Linked DNA regions of Mus musculus: region 2 is linked to region 1. A link is a contact called in public promoter capture Hi-C data. All regions are on one chromosome and are shown on one strand. The core of a region is the stretch at or near the end of the contact, and the rest is flanking DNA. Distances in the headings are between cores, read along the strand shown.

The links. Promoter capture Hi-C pulls out the DNA fragments that hold promoters and counts their contacts.
Region 2: a contact with region 1 is called in a promoter capture Hi-C map of neutrophils. The contact joins the promoter of Tmem123 here to the promoter of Mmp27 in region 1. A contact is called at or near these places in 2 of 39 promoter capture datasets (the C10 cell line and neutrophils), 2 of 484 Hi-C or Micro-C datasets (nephron progenitors and neutrophils), 2 of 115 datasets of contacts at active chromatin or transcription factors (bone marrow-derived macrophages and memory CD8 T cells) and 2 of 9 other capture datasets (liver and macrophages).

What each region holds. Positions count from the first base shown.
Region 1 is chr9:7,567,689-7,574,321 of GRCm38.p6, forward strand. Mmp27 (matrix metallopeptidase 27) reads left to right here and starts at 3,708. Exons shown (of 10, transcript NM_001310717.1): 1 at 3,708-3,913; 2 at 4,257-4,495; 3 at 5,604-5,752; 4 at 5,831-5,962. The coding sequence starts at 3,770. The region is part of intron 2 of Gm31751 (a long non-coding RNA gene); the gene reads right to left. It overlaps Mmp8 (matrix metallopeptidase 8), which reads left to right. Exons shown (of 10, transcript NM_008611.4): 10 at 1-798.
Region 2 is chr9:7,760,415-7,766,565 of GRCm38.p6, forward strand. It overlaps Tmem123 (transmembrane protein 123), which reads left to right and starts at 3,663. Exons shown (of 5, transcript NM_133739.2): 1 at 3,663-3,898. The coding sequence starts at 3,808.

The DNA.
Region 1 (6,633 bases), core at 2,458-4,957:
GCATTCCCAGCCATGGCTAACTCCTTCTGCATATTCCGTCCCTGGTTCGTGAATGCATCACAAAGAGAGCAAGCCGTTTACTACCTTACTCTTCACTATTTCATTATCTGCTCTTCTGCCTTCTAAAACCTTTTGTTTTATTACTTGCTTATCTAGCTTCAAATGTTCCTAAATCTCTTCAAACAGGGAATCTAGCATTGGATTTTCATTACAAATGAAGATTATAAACACATAGATATTATCCCCTTATCTGTACAGAAAAAAAGTGCTGTTATTTCCTCCGTTGGAAAAATATGAAAAATATGTAATGTGTGTTGAATCATGCCCCTCTGCATGCCAGAAAAAAAAAAAAAAAAAACATTGAAATCTTAACCCCAGCTGTTTATCTAGCTGTTAACCAGAGTCTTTGAAGATATAATGAATTATGTGTAAATGACAAGACAGCCTTAAACAGGGTTAGGATGAGCCATAAGTGCATACATATGTTCTTATAAAACGGAGTGAGAGGTGTGGATGTCACTCAGAGATTAAAGTTTTTTCCTAACATGTTTTATTCTGAGGAGATTTGGGAAGAATCAGCAGAGGTATGGGCACATGATAGAAGAGACCAAGCAAAGAGAACCAGACACTGGAGGGCTGTATCTATAAATCTATTTGCCAATAAGTTCCCAGGCAGAGGCAGGTAGGAGGGGTTTAAAAAAAAGGACCATTCCTTTCTCAAGCACATTCCAGAATTGAGGCACTTGTTGATATGGGTTTTCTGGCTTTTGTGAAAAAATAAAGTTGTTATTCTGCTCTATTGAATGTGTATTGTTTGTTAAAGAAGCAATAGGAAGCTGACATAGTACATCAACCCTTAAGACCACTATGTGGTGTTGCTGCGAAGAGGAGTGCCTAACTAGCATGTGTGAGGTCCTGGATTCAATTCCTGGGAGAGGGATTTTAAAAAACAAAAACAAAACATAATAGTAACAAAACAAAAACAAAAATACCACCATCAAGTTCATTTAGAATGGATTGATACCTCTCCCCAGGTACTTATGTAGCAAAGGGCTGCCTTGTCTGGCCTCAGTGGAAGAGAAGGAGCCTAATCCTGTAGAGACTTGATGCCTCAGGGTAGCAGGGAGATACCTGGGTGGGGGACACCCTCTCAGAGGCAAGGGAAGGGAGACAGGGAGGGGGCGACATTTGAGACGTAAATAAATAAAATAATTAATAATCTTTAAAAAAAAGAAAATAAATCAACACAAAGTCAAATCAAAGGCCTGCTTGGTGACCATGAGGCACTTCCCAGAACAGCAACAGGAGAGGCCACCTCCTAGCTGCCCTCCCTGATCTCTCCTTCAATGTCAAACCAGTAGGCACAGCCAATCAACTTCAAATGCCATATTCCTGGAACTTCCTGATAGGACAGTTTTTACAGATATAAATGCAAGATACTTCTGTGAGCTGCTCATGTGAGTTTGCTGACCCAAATGTTTGAGATGAGAGTTTAGTTCCTGCTATTTTGTTGGCCATACTTCGGAGTCACGGGCATTTTTTTAGGCATCGTATTTATGTGAGCACAGAGATACAAAAAGCTAAACTTAGATTTCAAAGGACAAGGTTTCTCTGCACTTGTTTTTAGCTTATTCAAAAGTAAACCCTGTGCAAAGACCCTGATGCAATTATTTTGAAAGGGCAGCATGATTCCAGGTCCACTCTTTGCAGGGAGAAGGAAAAGAGGGGGGGGGGGAGCTCAGCGAGTGTCACCAAGGTTTTTGCTATGGGGATCTGGCTGTGCATCCACCTACTAAGAATCCCACAGGACACTTTATACTGGAGTTGGGAAAATTCTTTGCCATTTCTCAGGCCCTAATGGGAGAGAATTATTCTGGGGTGTTTAATTACTAAACTTCTAAACTATAACTCTGTGCCATGCCAAACACAGAAACATTCATAGTTTCTCACAAGAAGGCAAGTTGCATAAATCAGAGATGTGCTGTCAGCGATATCTTCTACCAGATTTGTATCTAGAAGGTGGTATGTAAGAACCTCGGGGGGGGGGGGGGGGGTCTGCTCTGGAGAAACTTAGCCATCTGGGAAAAGCAGGTATACAGATGCTGACCCTGCAGGAGCTTCAGTGTGGCTGCCCCAACATTCTCTACTGCTTTTGCAATCCAGTTTCAGTGTTATTGCACAACCAAGACTTTACAGTTTTACGTACAGACAGGTACGGCATGTACCTAATTCTCACCCAAAATTTGTAGCTAACTATTGAGTGGTGTACTGGCTAGTTTTGTGTCAACTTGACACAGCTGGAGTTATAACAGAGAAAGGAGCTTCAGTTGGGGAAATGCCTCCATGAGATCCAACTGTAAGGCATTTTCTCAATTAGTGATCAAGGGGAAAGGTCCCCCTTGTGGGTGGGACCATCTCTGGGCTGGTAGTCTTGGTTCTATAAGAGAGGAGGCTGAGCAAGCCAGGGGAAGCAAGCCAGTAAAGAACATCCCTCCATGGCCTCTGCATCAGCTCCTGCTTTCTGACCTGCTTGAGTTCCAGTCCTAACTTCCTTCAGTGATGAACAGCAATGTGGAAGAGTAAGCTGAATAAATCCTTTCCTCCCCAACTTGCTTCTTGGTCATGATGTTTGTGCAGGAATAGAAACCCTGACTAAGACAGGTGGGGTTCCTCAAAGAATATTAAGAACTTTATTTCTCTTCCTTCCTTGTTTTATGCTACCTGCAATGTAGGTTCAATAGCCATCTTTTGAGAAACCACACAGCCCCTGATGTAGAGAGGTGATTCACTCTAGACGCCACAGACCAAACCTCGGCTGCTCTTACACAAACAAAATATCACTTTGAGTTTTATTAACTATCTGCTATTGTGCATTTTCCTATTGTGTTCAATTAAATCTCATCACATACCATAGAAGCCTGGAATACACCCTGCCTCCTGTAAGAAAGGTCTCCAACTCCCCACACCCATCCTTGGGTACTAACAGCTTCTCAGATAACTTTCTGTCCCAGAAGTTCCAAGCAGATTGCACAACATAGTTAACAAACATTTGAAAGTTGGCAATGTGATAAACAGACATCCAACAAGAAACTCTGAGAAACCAGAGACAATTCTGGTAGAAAAAAGCAAACAGTTGCTATAAGAATGTTTAACATGTGGAGGAGAAAAAAGAAGTTGGGGGAGGACTGGAGGAGTGGAGGGATGAGAAACTGGTTAGGATATAAAAAACAAATAAATTTTTAAAAAGAATGTTTAACACCATTACCATAAAAAAGACATTACAAAAAACATTCAAATATAATACTAAAATAAATAATAATAACAAACAATTACTCATATTTAACTAGCCAGTACTCCTAACAATTAAAGACACAGAGGCTGGGAAGTGGCTCAGTAGGCAGAACTCATATAGAAGCCAGGCACCATAGCACAGTACTTAAACTAATATCCGACTCCATTGTCTCTTCCAATCACACTACCAAGATATGCTAGTGTTTTCTGCCAAAGTAAATTATTTCAAAATTCATAACAACCTACCAAAACTACCAGTAAAACTACCAGTTTTGAGACCAGAAGACTAACTTGGGGGCCTTGCTATTGTCAGCGCTCAAAAGTGAGCAATGTGCTAGATAAGCAATCACCAACTGTGGTTGCAAAATTCAAGTTTATCTAAGGGGAAAACGAAGTCATGAGACACTTCATGGCAATGTGCTTTGCTGTTATTAATTAAGTGATTACTTCATGCCACGTCTCACTGTCAACTTTCTAAATGCCATACAAACAGAAACAAGCTTTAACTGAAGAGACAGGAATGAAGTGCCTTCTGTCTCTGATGGTTAATTTTATAACACTTTCCGCTGCATTTCCTCCAGACAGGAAGGACAAAAATGAGGAGAACAACCAACTGGCCCAGGTAGGATTTCAATGAATGCTAAAAGCAACAAGCAATAAAATGTGCCTTTTATAGCTTCTCTCGGGACTTTCCAAGACAGCACATTCCTGCAGAGTCTCAGAGTATCTCAGAAGAATGAGGTCCTTTCCATGTGTCTAACTCTAAGGTTAAATTGCATAAGTTTGCAAAATAGAGCATCATCTCTGATGTCTCCTAGAATTTCAAGAGCATAAGATGAAAGGAACAGTAAGAATATAAGCCAAGTGGCTGCCCTTAGTTGTATGGGTGTGTGATTTGGCTAATTCTAGTCACTCATAAACCTTTGCTCTCCTGTAGTCTGTGTCCTTTACATCTTTCCTGACAGGCATATCTCAACCAGTTCTACTCTCTTGAAATAGAAGGGAGTCATTTTGTCCAAAGCAAGAACAGGAGTCTCTTTGATGGAAAACTTCGGGAAATGCAGGCATTTTTCGGATTGACAGTGACTGGAAAACTGGATTCAGACACACTTGCGATCATGAAAGTGCCCAGGTGTGGGGTACCAGATGTGGGGCAATATGGCTACACACTCCCTGGGTGGAGAAAATACAGCCTTACATACAGGTAATGTTTCTACCAACTTTGGTTAACTAACCCAAATAAGTAATCTCCAAGAAGCAACCACAGTGATGGCTTATCTAACTGACACTTTCGAAAGTGCATGCCACTTTGTGGGTTCTATGTATCTCATCCCCTCATTAGACCTATGCTGTGGGCAGTATGACAACCACACGGAAACTAAATCGAAAGGCTATCGCCTGTAGCTAGTGCTACAGAGTTGGCTCAGGCAGATAGGTTCCAATCTCTAGGCTCCCTTCTCCCCTGTGAGCTCAGAATAGGCAGCACCACCATCTGCTACAATGCCCTGGAGGCATGGTGAGGTGTGCAGAAAGAAGGGAAGGGTGTGAGTGTGGGGGAGGAGGAACACGTTCATTCGTGCATCCACGCATGTGCTCATGTAGAGGGGTGGTTGAGGGTGTGTGTGTGTGTGTGTGTGTGTGTGTGTGTGTGTGTGTGTGTGTTTTAGAGCTATCAAATCTCAAATCTTAGATGGGTCCCAGTATAACAATGTATACCCTGTGTACTTGGCTATTTAAGGATAAGGAACTACAAGAGATTTAATGAAAAAAGTAAAAAAAAAAAAAAAAAAAAAAAAAAAGTTAGCTAAGAGGTTAAGGAAATGACTCATCAGTAAAGAGCTTGTAGACTCTTGCAAATCAAGTTTGATTCCCAGTACTCACATGACAGCTCACAATCATGTGGCACTCCAGTTCAAAGGGATTGCATGCCCTCTTTTGACTTCTGCAGGTCCCTACGTACATGTAGCACACATACAAACATTCAAGGGTGCACACATAGGTGAAAACTAGCTAGGCATAAACCTGAGAGTGAACCAACAAGCTGTGTTCTTCCATCATGCTTTGGATTCCTGCCCAAACCCCTCAGTAATGAACTGTGGCCAGGAACTGTAAATCAAACAAACGCTTTCCTCCTCTAAGTTGCATTTGGCCAAAGTGTGTTATGGCAGCATGAGAAAGGAAACTCCAAGTTAGGTTATATAAAGCTGTCTCATTTAAATAAAGCTGGAGCACAGCACAATGTTACAAGTCACTACAGCCAGGACTGGTAAACTACCATATCCACAGCTCCTATAATGTTGCCTATTTTTCAGAATAATGAACTATACTCCTGATATGACACCAGCTGATGTGGATGAGGCTATTCAGAAAGCTCTACAAGTTTGGAGCAAGGTCACTCCACTGACGTTTACCAGGATATCCAAGGGGGTTGCAGATATAATGATAGCATTCAGGACAGGAGGTAAGGCTTGCAGTGAGGGGAGTGACTTCTTCGAGGATCACAGGGAGCTGACCTATCTCCCCATCAACTGTCTTTCAGTCCATGGCTGGTGTCCTCGTCACTTTGATGGTCCTCTGGGAGTCCTTGGCCATGCCTTTCCTCCTGGTCTGGGTCTAGGTGGTGACACTCACTTTGACGAAGATGAAACATGGATAGCCAAGGATGGGGAAGGTGAGACTAATTTTCACTGTGAGAAAATTGCATTAATCTAAAAAAAAAATCATCTAGAAAGAAGCACTGTACAGTTATCTGCCTTTCACATCCAAATTCCCTAGTTTCTTACATAATGTTCTGTATTCTCAGATCACACTAGTAGGATGACTAACAATCATTAGCAATGGCTATCCTCTGGTAGTCTTTTTACAGAGCTCTCACATCCTGGTCTGAGAACACTGTTTGCCATTTGCCCATGCACTCATTAACATAGCGCTGGGAATTTTCACAGTGCCTGCTGGTCTACTGTGTACACAAAACTGTGCAAGGTGTGTTATGTGAACCCCAGAGGTGTTCTCAAAAGTTCCAGCCTTACAGCCTCTGCAATCCTGTGTGATGCTTTTACCTCCACACTCAGCACAAGGCTGCACACTCAATCAATGGCTATAGTTGTCTGTAGTTTAAAGACTAAAAGAAAACTTAAGAGGGCTGGTGGTTTTAAGCCTGGGATTAAGAAACACTTTGTGTAAATGTACCACATTTTTTGTATCCATTCCTCTGTTGAGGGGCATCTGGGTTCTTTCCAGCTTCTGGCTATTATAAATAAGGCTACTATGAACATAGTGGAGCATGTGTCCTTCTTACCAGTTGGAACATCTTCTGGATATATGCCCAGAAAAGGTATTTAT
Region 2 (6,151 bases), core at 2,413-4,912, 190 kb after region 1:
AAAGAAAATTCCCCTGGAGGCAGGAGAGGCAAGTTTCAAGAACTTCCTTAGGCACACCGTTTGCAAAACAAAAGAAAGTCACATAAGCCTTGCTGAGGCTGCTCTGAGCTTTGTATGGCTGTATGGCCACAGAGAGCTGTATTAGTGCCCTCATAAGATGATTACTGTTGTAATAATCTTAATTAACAATATATGGGTGAGTAGAAAATCTTAAATTTTCAAACTGCAAGCTGCAGACAATGGAACACTGGCAGTTTTAACCATAATTTTCAAGTTTCTTTTGCAATGCTAGGATAATATCTACAACCTTGGGAAAGCAAAACCCAATTTTAAAACAATTTATCATCTTTAAAATCAATATTAGAAGCATTACTATCATGTTACAAAGTTTGGCTGCCAATTTATACCTATGAGTGCATGACAGTGCAAATTTTAATGCTTCATTAAAGAGACTTGGTTTTAAATCTTATCTTTAAGTCTACCTTTTAGGATAAGAATCACACTAAATATTATCTCAACTAGAAGTATCCCTTAGAGGCCTAGTTTTTTGGCCTGCTTTATGCCACGGGTTTGAAAGACTCCAAACCTGAGTTACCAATTTAAAGCTGTCTTGCTACCAATGTTACAACTTTAAGAACAGTAAAAAACCAAATGCAGCGGCTACACGAGTCTTATAAATTTAGACCAATCAAAGAATTTTATTGTTTATAGCTATAGTTATAAAAAAGCATTTGTCATTTGCTAAACACAATAATCACGATTGCAGAGAATTTTCTAGGAAAAAACCAACTATCAGCTTTTTTGCCTTAAAACTAAGAAGCTGCAGACTCCCTTTCTTTAAAAGCAGTTTTTCCAGCAGTGGCTCCCCTGCTCTGCTTGATTCTTGGCTAAAGTGTGAGCCACTCTTGGGCTTTGCTGAACGAGCAGATAAAGTCTTAATCATTTTTATTTTCCAACATGAAACACAGAACATTGTCATTCAGACAACGAAACAAAACACACATGAATTGACACGTAAACAGATTTGGTGCACCAGACATTAGATAACACAAAGAGGGCAGAGAACTTCTGCCGCAGGGGCCGGAGAGAAAAAAGCAGGGCGTCCCCCGATTTTCTCTCTGTCTCTGGAAGAATTTCAAAATTAATTTTCCTTTATTTTATTTTATTATCTTAAACCCTATTCCTCTAGCTTGATGCAGTTCTCGACTGCAGACAACCGCCTGTTTTATTATTTTAAACCCTATTCCTCTCGCCTGAAGCAGCTTTTGAAAGCTGTGGACAACCGCCTGTTTTGTAGTTTCTAGTCCTTCGCTGCCGAACCATAAGTGGACCCAGCACCAGGTCAGCACTGTTCCAAACTTAGCCCGTAACCTGTCGCACCTCCAGCAACACTTTAAAAAATGAAGTTTAAAACCAGCGCTAGCATAAATACCTGTTGCTCACCGTGCCTGATATGATCTTCTGATTCTTTCCTTCTCGTGGAGCTCCACACAAGACAGCGATTCCCTCAGTGTTTCCCCGCCACTCCCATGTCCCTGGTTCGGACGCCAATCTGTTGTAAGCCGGCCCGGGGCCTACATGAACCGGGCACACCTGGGAGGCAGGCTGGGGCTGAAAGAGACTTATACTGTGAGAGAAATTAATGGAGACCAAGACACGTTTCTGTTCAAGGCCCGCGAGTTTACTAAGAGACTGTGCATATAAGGGGGAAGGCCCTGCCAGTTCACTCTTGGTGCCTGGAGCCGTTCAGTCAGCACTTTGTCGCCAGGCTGTTGCTTATTCAGGAATCTCTCAGGAAGACAGGTTCAGCCTCTCAGCAGGTAGCAGAAGAGCAGGGCAGTTGTCACTTCAAAAGAAGCCAAGTCGGAAAGATGCACCGCAGGTGGCCCCACCTCAGTGGCGACAAGGTTTGTACCAGCCAGCTTCAGGCTGGGGGAGGCTACAATTGTACACTGCGAATAGTCATAGAAATTCCAGCAAGGAGAAGTTTCATGCTTTATTTTGTTCATTTTGGACATGTTTGCTTGTTTTATCGACTGGTTGGTTTATTGAGTTAGGGTCTGATATAGTTCAGGCTGTCCTCAAACTTGCTATAAAGCTAAAGATGACCACGAATTCCAATCCTCCTTCAGCCGCCCAAGTGATAGAGTTAAGGGACTGTGCCTCCATTCCTGACCGGTTTGGTTGAGACAGGGTCTTACTATGGATGAGCTCATCTTGGAACTCGCTATATAGCTCAGATTAGCCTTGAATTTTCAGCAATCCTCCTGCCTCTGTCTCCTAAGTACTGGAATTACAGTTTTTCGCTACTACACCAGCTAGGGAACTGTGTAAACATGTAAGGTTAGATTACATCAGTATTCTTGAAACATTTCTTCTTGGGAAGTCAAAGGTAATGCCAGCAACTGACCTGGTGTCTGTTGAAGGCCCCTGGTCTCAGGCCACTTTCATGAGGCACTTATTTCACTGTTGAGATCCCTGTTCTTCTAGCTCAGTCGCTTCTCCAATACCCCGCCTCTTTAAATCACCACACTGAGCACTGGGTTCCAAAAACTGGAGTCAGGGCAAGCATTCATTCTGAATACAGAATGATCCTTCCTAGTCCATGCCTGGAAGCACTTGGCTAGATTCTTCAGAAATAGAACCATCAAATCCTAAACACACAGCTGTTTTTTAAAGCCCGTGGTAGATGCTGGTATTTTCAGGTTGGCTGGTTGCAGTTTCATATGTCTTGTAAATGTAGAGAAAACGGGCCTAATTAATCCATGATCATCACACATCTATAACAAAGAAGCTTTGTGGAAGTCGAAAAGTATTTTTCATAACAAAGTTTTAGGCTTATCTTTGAAATGCCCTGGATCAGGTGTTAGAGAGCTGCAATACCCTGTGGAAGCTGTGTCCATCTTCCACGTTAGTTGAGTGATGTGTACTAGACACATAATTTTAGAATTCTGAGTGGAATCAAAATGCAGCATTGGCCCTAGGGCTTACGAGGGATTTTGCCAAAAAACTAGACTACAACAGGCTGTTTTTGAGTCGGGACAGCGAACTCTAGAAGACAGGGATCTAGGTTATAGGTGCTAAGTTTCCAACTGGTCTGCAAACTGCACCGCCCACTCTACATGTTTTTCCAGTTGTAGAAAAAAGGAGGCACAAGTGGAGTACCAAGATCATGACGGTTACTTTGAAACTTTTTTGAGTCTGACTTTCCTTCACTCCTCTGAGAGGCTGCAATCATCCAGTCTGTGACTCCCTCTCTTACTCCGCGCCGCAACCATGCCAATCCCACCCGAAAACTTCTAAATAAAGCCTGTCTTCAGGAAGTCCTGGTAGACGACTACCCCTTGAAAGTCAGAGATAGAGCCACAGCTGTCGTAGCACTTAGTCCGGACCACGCCACTCCCAAAACCACGACCTCATCCGCCTCCGAGAGCCCCGCCTCTTATCCGCTCCTCAGTACTGTTCAGAGAGCCACGCCCCTCCCGTCTGAGGCCTGTCCCCCTTGCCCCGCCTCTGTAAGCCACGCCCTCTCCCGGCTCTCCTCTTTTCTCAGAGCCACTCCCTCTCTTGGCCCTGCAGCTCTTCCCCGCCCTGCCTCCTGTGGGCCACGCCCCTCCTGACTTTGCCGACCACGCCCTGGCCCCGCCCCAGGCCGCCTGGCCTATCCCTATTTGGTCACTGGGGGGACTGGCGGCGGCGTCTGCAGGGGAGCGGTAAGGGCGGAAGGGGACGCGGAGCGGTCGCGTGCGCGGAGAGCAGCTCTGGGCGCCGGGCGGTTGCTGCGGGCGCTCAGGGGCCCTGGGAACAATGGCGCTGTGCGCGCGGGCCGCGCTGCTGCTGGGCGTGCTGCAGGTGCTGGCGCTGCTAGGGGCGGCGCAGGACCCGACCGACGCTCAGGGTAAGTTGGCAGGCGCAGAGGAAGCGCACTGCGGCGGCCTGCCTCTCCATGTTCGGCGTCCGCGTGGAAAGTTCCACGCGTCCACGGTAGACTCCCACCCCAACCTCATTTCCCTCTTCGCCCGCGGGCCACCTGCGGAGCGAGACTCCGTCTCTCCCCTGCTTGGGGACGGCAAGCCGGCGTGGTGTGCAGAACTTGCTGAGTTTCCCTGGGATGGCCCTTCAGCCGAAGACTCAAGTTGGTCCTCTTCACTGTAGTTCTGTGGCTGGTAGCAAGACCTGTAGATTGAAATTTGTTCGCTAACTGCCGCAAAAACAGGTCTGATTGTCTACCCACACAGCTTCCTGCTGAAGGTACTCCCAGAATTCAAGTTGGATTCCAGGGCCAGTTCGGCTGAGTGGGAACCTTGGGTGTACGCGCCTTGTTCCCCTGCGCAGATGAGGCTTGTGCTCGGACTGTAGTCACTACTGCTGCATACGCAGCAGCCTTGAGGTCCCTGTGGTCCAGAGCCTACGACGTCATCATTAAGGTCATAACAAGATGATGTTGACAGCCTTCTGTGTTGGGGATTTTGTTTCTCTTCGAAACCTTGACGTTTTGAACACTTTGAGAAGAACTCTGAGTTTGTGAAAATTCTATTGTCCCTTGTCATCTACTAGAGTCCAGTCGCTAGGGAAATAGTAAACTAGGATAAGAAACTTTAAATGACCAAAGTCTTTGTGATTTTCAGCTCAGTCATCTGTTGTGTTTTTCAGTCTCATCTATGAAGGGATAACCAGTGAGTTTACTTAAGCAGATGATTTAGGCCCAACACCTGCTTTGGCTGGAATAATCTGGGTGAATTAAACAACCCTATTTCTGTTGTGCTGAATTTCACTGTGTTTTGTAGAGTCAGGATCTCTTGTATCCATGAAGCCCTAACTGGCTTTGAACTCCCTATGTGGCTGAAGATAACCTTGAACTTCTGATATGCCTAACTCTACTTCGGGGATTACAGGGCTTCTTCACTTCGATTGGTTATGTTTTATGTTTGCTCTTTTGACTTGTACCAGTGACAAACTGGAATTGCAGGACTACTTCTGAGATCAGTTAAGGAAAGAATGTTGAGACTCTGTCTTAGAGCAAATATTAGACTGCTTATGGGAGGAGGCCTTTATCCTACCCAGCTGCTTGCCTTGTGTGTACAGATTTTTTTCCTCTCACGAATTACTGATTGAAGTGGAGTGCCCTTTTCTATCTTTTGCCCTCAAAACATTTTTGTTGTTGTTGCTGTTGGACTTTCTCACTATGCTCTGATTGTGAGTGTCTCACTAGAGAGGTTAGTGCTATTTGGAAAACCTGAAATGCTCTGATGCCATGATTTCATGAACTAATAGAACCAATTCAGTTCTATAGAGATACCTTCAAACTGTGCTAAAAGAAGGTGTTGTTAAGGGAGTGTCAGGACCAGGCCTCTGGCTAATCTGAGGCACTTTTTAAGGCCAGCCAGGGCTACTTAAAGGAGACAATATCTAAAGATTTTAACAGCAAGCCAAAAAAACCAAATAACTAATATTTGTAGTCTTTATGTACAGCATGTAATTAGTCCAATTGGCATTACAATACATGGTGATTTTTAACAGTGTTCTGAAACATAGCTAATATTCCAGGTTCATTTTCTGCCATTGTTCCGCACCACCACCACTATGCTAAATTGAGGTTTGTAAATCACCCTTAGAAACCTTACCAGCCATCTCCTTTTCATAGCTGAGAAATCCTAGACTTCATGCAGTAAGCTAACTTATTTAAAGTAAAACAAGTATTACACCTTTGACTTCAGAGCAGAATCCAATCTCAACCATTTCATCATCATGCCACACCTGCTGTCCAGGGTATTGTAGAAAAGAGGAAATAATGCCATTGAACTTTTGGCTTTTTAAAATACTATTCTGCTTGACATGGTGGCATACATTAATCCCAGCATTCCAGAGACAATGCATGTTGATCTCTATGAGTTTCAGGCCAGCTTGGTCTACATAGTACCAGAATAGCTGGGGCTGTATAAAAAAACCTCTGTCTCAAAACACCAAGATAATAAAATAAATATATTATTAATAATAATGATTCCAGGTGTGGCGGCACATACCATTAGTCCTAGCATTTGGGAGGCTGTTAGTATTTTTTGATGGCAAATAACAAATTCATTTTCAACAACCTTAGGAGAATGAAATAATTTTTCATTAACTTGTAACTAAAGTTACAAAACTTTAACTT